2 separate regions of the Zea mays genome follow, and region 1 is linked to region 2. Evidence: chromatin contacts called from public Hi-C data. All regions are on one chromosome and are shown on one strand. Each heading gives the region's core, a stretch centred on a gene start, on an enhancer-like site or on the middle of the called end of the contact. The rest is flanking DNA. Distances are from core to core; before and after follow the strand shown.

Region 1 (3,314 bases), core at 596-3,095, 180 kb before region 2:
TTTTGGCATCTCATAAAGGACTTTTGCACTCTTGTTACCGGGGCTTGAGTCTTGCCCATGCACACGCAAATATGGCCTACAACCACCATCTACGTCAAACCGTGGAACAACATGGAGAACTACTGAATCCAAGATGAGGGGTCTGCTAATAGGAGGCCATTCTGAACCACCTCCTTGTCTTGTTATATAGTGCAAATATCTCAAATGTGAAGGCTGAGGATTCAAGGGAAAAAACTGTTGTATAAAGTCCCTTCGAGCCTGCTTATAGACCATTTCTAGTGTCTTCTGCTCACCAGTGTATGTTTTGCGATACAAAAGCAGTCCAGCCAACATGAATGCAAGAACTGGCCAACCCCCTCTCTCACAATGCATCAAAAGCATATTATGCTGACCTTCCACCGATAGCCAATTTTCACATGATTTCAAGAAATGGTGGATCATCTCAAGCTGAAGCAATGGACACCCTTCATACTGTTGTGGGTAGTCCATTACTGTCATGTCATACTCAGATAATATGTCTGAAATTCGGCTTCTTTTGTCCCCAGACCAAAAATTGGATACCATAAATGATGCGTCCGGAAAAAATTCCTGCAACTGCGCAACAATGCCGCTCAAGTAATCCCGGTACTCATCCTCACCCATGGAATCAGTCGAGAAGCAGCAGTCGAACACTGAAAAGGCATCCGTAAACATTTGCACAATCAGATACATATCATTGAATTAGTCACCTAGTATTTAACCAAATCGAAAGGCATATAGCACAACAGGGTAGAAGCACCTCATTTCAACAATTGCACCTCATTGCAAATTTCCACACAATTCAGGTATTTGGTTCACTTTATTTCAATGGATAAGCGCACCATTATAGTTAACATGATTCAACAATCGAATTGAATTTGAATGTATGGACACGGTAGGGATGGAGATGAACATGCCAATTTAAGACAGGTGAAGCCTCCTAGAGAGCAAAAGTCCAGGAACACCATCAAATTCAAAGAAGTAAAGCGATTAAAGCCAAATGCAGCTAAATCTAAGACTGCTTCCACAACTCCAAACCCACAAACACACCAAACGGGTACCCCCCAGGATCCAAAATCAAAAGTTACTAAATCTAGCTGCTTATCGTCAACACTTGTGCTTCCAGCCGCCGAATTCCAGCTCAATTAAACTCATATATAACTTCCCCAAAAAAAAATCCAACCAAATCCCGAAGTCCAAAATCCTCCGCGGAGCATGAAGCGTCCCCGCGAATCTCGCACCCGCACGAACCAGGTCGACGGGGAGTGCGAGCATTATACCGTAGACGCGGTCGGAGATCTCGAGCAGCCGATCCGGGGTCTTCTTGAGGAAGAACTTGCGGAAGAGCGCCATCCTCCTCGCCCTCCCCCTCCTCCTGCTCCTCCTCCGCCCCCGCTGCCGCCGCCTCTCGGCCGGCGCCCGCCGAGCTGCTGTGCCTCCTCAGGCGGCCACCGGTCGTCGGCTCCGATCGGGGCGCCAAAGGCATGAGGGGGGCCGCGCCCGCCGCCGGCGGCGAGCTCCGGGGCGGCGACGCCGGGGATCTCGGGATCCGCAGCTCCGCCTAGGGCTCCGCGGCGGAGGGTGGAGCGCAGCAGCAAGGAGCCGGTGGTGGGGATGGGTGGGCGTGGGAGCCCGGGAGGCGGTCGAGGTCGAGGTCGAGGCACCGTGGGATTGGGACGCCTCTTCCTCTGCTTACTGCAGCCTTTCTCCTCGCTTAGCTTTAACTCTTCCCCCTCTCTTTTTCTTTCTTTTCACCCCTTCTCCTGTCCTGCGGCTGCTGCTTTTCTATGTAGTTTCCCGGGTTTTTACCGCTCAGACTTGGGTTTCTGGTCATTTTTTGTTTTGTATTTACTACTTGCCCGCTGCGGGGGCTGCGGTGACCGTTTCTGGTGCTGCCTTGACAGCGGTGAAGGCCGTGCGCTCCGCGACGCTGGTTTCTGAGCACGTGATCCACTCTCTCGCGGGACCCACGTCATGCTAGGCCCACGTGTCCGTGACGTTGTCTTCGTCGGGTGTGAATGGGGTGGCGTGAGGGAAGAGCGGAGTGTAATGTGCCTCGGCGGCTGTGTCGGTACGGGCGTCCCCGGATTTTCCCTTCTGGGCGACGGGAACGGGATATATGTTGGCTTTGCGGTAAGTTGGGTTACATTTTTAATCGCCCTACCTACTTGCTGTTTTGGGGAGGGTCACGACGTCACGTGGTGGCGGTCAAGTCAATCTGTTTTACCGTTTGCGCTGCTCTCGGGGAATTTAAGCGCGGTGGCATGTCTGTCCATGGCTGTCAATGGTGACATTTTCCATCATCAGAGGACAGAGAGCTGTCTCCGCATTACGCATTGATTAATGCAGTTCTTGTTTTCTTAATGATGCATTCATTTATAGGCAGGAGCAGCACGTACCATTTGCGTAACACGAGCTGGTAGTACTGTGCCATCTTTTCTGATGGGGATTTGGGATGGGGAAGGCACGATAGTCTTCTCCTGGGCCGACTTGAAATCTCCATCGCGCAGCTATACGATGCTAGCGTGAGTAAACTGGTTTTAGGAGCTTAACGTACATCTCAACGGACAACGGGGGGTGCCATGGTAGTGGTACTGCGGACTGCATTTTTTTCCCCGGCAGAGTAATAATGACGAGCACGATTGCGTCGTTTTTTGCAAAAACATTCTGCGCAATTTAAAAAAACACGACCACTGTGGACCAGATCCAATTGAATCTCTCTCTCTCTCTTCGCAAACAAAAAAGGAATCTCTCTCCACTCTCCAGTGATGCGTTTGCAGCCCCACACTCGTAGTCTAGATGTGCAGGGCAACGCAACCCCGCGCTAGCTAGTGCTGCTTCCATTCCATCATCTGCACAGAGCTGCAACGCAAAGCACAACTTGTGCAATTAATAAAGCACCGGAATTAAAGTAACACCACGTTTGGTTCCTTTAGTACATGGACTAAAGTTTAGTCCCTATCCTGTTTGTTATAGAGACTAAAACTATTCAAAACATATTAAATAAATCATAAGAGAACTAAAATATCCAATAGCATTCTTAAGTCATTAGTGTAACTGAAATAGGAGACAAAAAGTATAATTTATATGGTTTAGTCTCTTTTAGTTATCCCTTTAGTACTAGAGACTAAAACAATTTAGTCCATATTTTATTTCTATTGTTTAACAATTTAAAGACTAAAATAGAGAGACTATTTTTTAGTCCATCAAACTAAACGAGACCTAAATTGAACGTCGACATAGCAGAGCTTCACCAAACGTCCTCCTGGACCAGCCTTTCCCCCCTCAGTCGCGAA
Region 2 (3,333 bases), core at 549-3,048:
AGCCATCCAAGGGTGCTCACGAACTGGTATAGCCATCCAAGGATACTACCATCAGTTCTCTTGTTTTATCCATAAGCTATTTTCAGTTGAGCTGGTATAGCACCCGATAGGGCGCTGCCTTTTCTAGTATAGTAAAGAATTCATCTGAACCCAGGAATTCAACTGCACGTGTGATAGGCATGTGCAACTAAATTCAGAGTTCCTCTAGCAGTCCTGTGCTCTCGTATGAATTCTTGGCACGTGCGTGGCAATGCATTTAATTAGTGTTTTAATTACCACCTTCTAGCTATCCGCACCATCATCGCGTGTTTTTTTTTCTTGTGTGCGATTTATTCTGCGATCCGTCCCTACCATCTCACCTTGTTTTCCCTTTTGTTCTTGTTGTCTGAAAATTTAGCACATTATTTGGATATCTAAACGATTTAAAATAAAAAAAAACATTTTATCTACAAAAGTTGCAGGTTCCATCGAAATCTACAATACAACTTCCATGTTATGAATATTTTTTTGAAAAATGACAAATTAAAAATTGAAACATGTGCGTGGGCTGCAAAGATAATTTACACTGCGTTGCATGCCCCAATGCCCCTGTGGTGACCTGGACGCCATCATCTCTCCACTAAACTACAAGCCAGCAGTCTACATGACCAGCTGAGTTGTGATATATTCCTGGACCGAAACCGGACGAAACTCGGTGACGATTGTTTAGAGCAGCAGCAACTTTATTAGAGCTCATCACAGCTGGAGCTGGATCGGGCTACGTGTTGCGTGTAGCATATCAGCACGTGCGATCTTGCCTCTTCTGGTTTGGTGTTTGTAACCGGCACAAGATACTTGTACGCAGCATCTTGGATAAACTATAGCCATCGACAACATATATCGGACACAGGCAGCGGTCTTTTGACCGTATGATTGATTGAGGGGATCATTATTTGTTCGTATTAAAATTATGTCCATATGATATCGTTGTAGGACCAAGGTGGGGGCGGGCTGGCGGCGGGTGACTGGCCCGGAGTTAGGCACAAATTTCTCTAGATACATAGTCTAAGAGCAACTCTAAACTAACCCGAAAACTAATATTAGGGTTTCCCTCATTTCCGTGTGGATACTTCCTTCCCCAATCTAGACGCCCACGCTTGTATGACCTTCGCCCCCGCTCTGGTCCTTCCGTCGCTGCCGCTGGTGTTGCCAAAGTCCCAAGACTCGTCGGCGCCCGCAACAAGAAGATGGCAAGCCTCTGCTCGCCGACGAGCCACCATGGTCTTTCCGCTGCAGCCAACACCAGACCGCACCGGGAGGCCGGAGGCAACGAGATGGTGCCTGGTGCCTGGCACCATTAGTGTGTTTGATTAGATGTATATGGATGGATGCAAAAAAGTTGTCACAATTTATATAGTGTTCGGATGATAGTCACGTAAGAACAAGGTAAACACCGGAGTAATTTTTTTGGTGACGTGATCTAAAAATTCGAGAGAACGATGTCGCTCCAGCCTCATCCTACTTTGATCTTAAACCAAACACATCTCAATAACCTAACTCTTTGGATCTCCTCACATTGTTGACGTGCAGACCTCACATGACTCATGCGTTGCGCTGCGTGGCAGGAACTGTGGTTTCCGCGGTGTGTAGTCCGTTTCTGCACATCAAACCCGCCGTGCAAGTTGGCGGGCCTGGCGCAGAAGGACCTCCGGAAGCTGGCCTGCTACGGTAACCAAACAGGCCCAGGACTCTCATAGTGGATCCTGCTGTGCGCTTCGCCTCCAACAGCGTCAGCAACAGTACGCTTCAGCGCCTTCTGCTCATGCCCAAACCCCGAAGCGGAAGCCCCCCGACCCCAAACCTCGCAAGCGACCCCAGTAATGGCGACCAAGGCGCTATCCGTCTCCTCGCTCACCTCCACGGCCTTTGCCTCCTTTTCCTTGCCGCGGCCCCGCAGGCCTTCACCTTCGCCTCCCCTCCTCCGCCTTCTCGGTCCTCGCCCCCGCGCCTCCACTCTCTCCGCCGCCGCTCCCGACGACGAGGACGGCGTCGACACCGTGGAGCAGCTCCTCCACCCACGCCCGCCTGAGACCTCAGCCCCCGCCGGATCCCGCGGCCGGATCGACCGCCTCATGAAGCTCCAGCGCCGCGCCGACGGCGACGCCGTGCCCGGGGGGCGGAGGAGGTGGTTCCCTTACCTGGACGCGTTCCGGCCCGCGGCCGGGGGCGCGGAGCTGTCCAGCGGGGAGGTCATAGATGTGCTGGAGCCGCACATCCTAGAGGCGCGGCGGGACCGGATTCGACAAGCCGTTGGCAACCGGAGCTACGCCGTTTGCCTCGTGGTGGAAGGCCTCTCCGACTTCGGCAACGTCTCGGCCGCGTTCCGCTCCGCGGACGCGCTCGGCGTGCAGTCCGTGCACGTCATTTCCTGTGATAGCAGCAAAAGGTGCAGAGGTGAAGAGTGAAACTGAATTGCTACATATCACCTCACTTACTGTTGTTCATTTGTGTGTGTGGGGAGAGGCACAGGTGAAGAGTGAAACTGAATTGCTACTCTTTTAGAGTTACTTCATCAAACTCAAGACTGTGAGTGGCCAGTGAGAATCGATGCGACTCTAGAACCTAGTTTGGATGGGATGAGTTTGGTGCAATCAGCAACCCCATTAAAAGATTTCAGGCTGGTGATTTTTAGAGCACCACATCTGCACATTTTTGACTTCGAGTTTACTTCCGATCTATTATTCACTAACTTTACCTCGCCTCCAAAATGAGTAGTAGTTTGCATAATACACTGCCTTCTCTATGTTGAGGTGCCAGACAGCTGAGAAGTATTGTTTCTGGGCTCGTGCATTTTGTATCCAATGAGCTTAAACTACATGATTGCTGGGAAATGATTGGTAGCTATGCTGTTGCAATTTAGAACTGTGAAAACGACCCTACATAAACACTAAACAGAATGATCTGCATTCTTAGAGTTGCCAGATTGGTTACTGGATCTTACTCTCACTAAGGGCCCGTTCGTTTCTGCTGGAACAGACCAGGATTAATTCCAAATCTCCAAAACTTATAGTAATTATTGAAGGAATCCAAGCCAGATTTATTCCACCCCTTCATTCCATGCGAAACGAACAGACCCTAATTAGTTTTCAACTTGGATGGATCATGAATCTGACAAAATTCGTTCAAGAATAACGATATGCTTATTACTGTTGTTCTAGTGTTTTCACAAGGATCTTGTGCTTTATTTAGATTTTTTTAGCATATAGGAGTTTATCGAGGAGTCGTTAAACTAGATATCCATTAAGGGTGAAAATTCACAAGTTTGATATTACATCCTTTTGAAATGATAGGTTC

The links. Hi-C and Micro-C count contacts between places; a contact is called where the count stands out from the background.
Region 1: a contact with region 2 is called in a Hi-C map of leaf, with 7 times the contacts expected there. The contact joins the promoter of LOC103633391 here to the promoter of LOC100502395 in region 2.

Annotation. Positions count from the first base shown.
Region 1 is chr7:171,992,121-171,995,434 of Zm-B73-REFERENCE-NAM-5.0, forward strand. It overlaps LOC103633391 (formin-like protein 5), which reads right to left and starts at 1,846. Exons shown (of 18, transcript XM_008655097.4): 1 at 1,299-1,846; 2 at 1-671. The coding sequence starts at 1,371.
Region 2 is chr7:172,172,452-172,175,784 of Zm-B73-REFERENCE-NAM-5.0, forward strand. LOC100502395 reads left to right here and starts at 1,799. Exons shown (of 6, transcript NM_001196873.1): 1 at 1,799-2,425. The coding sequence starts at 1,860.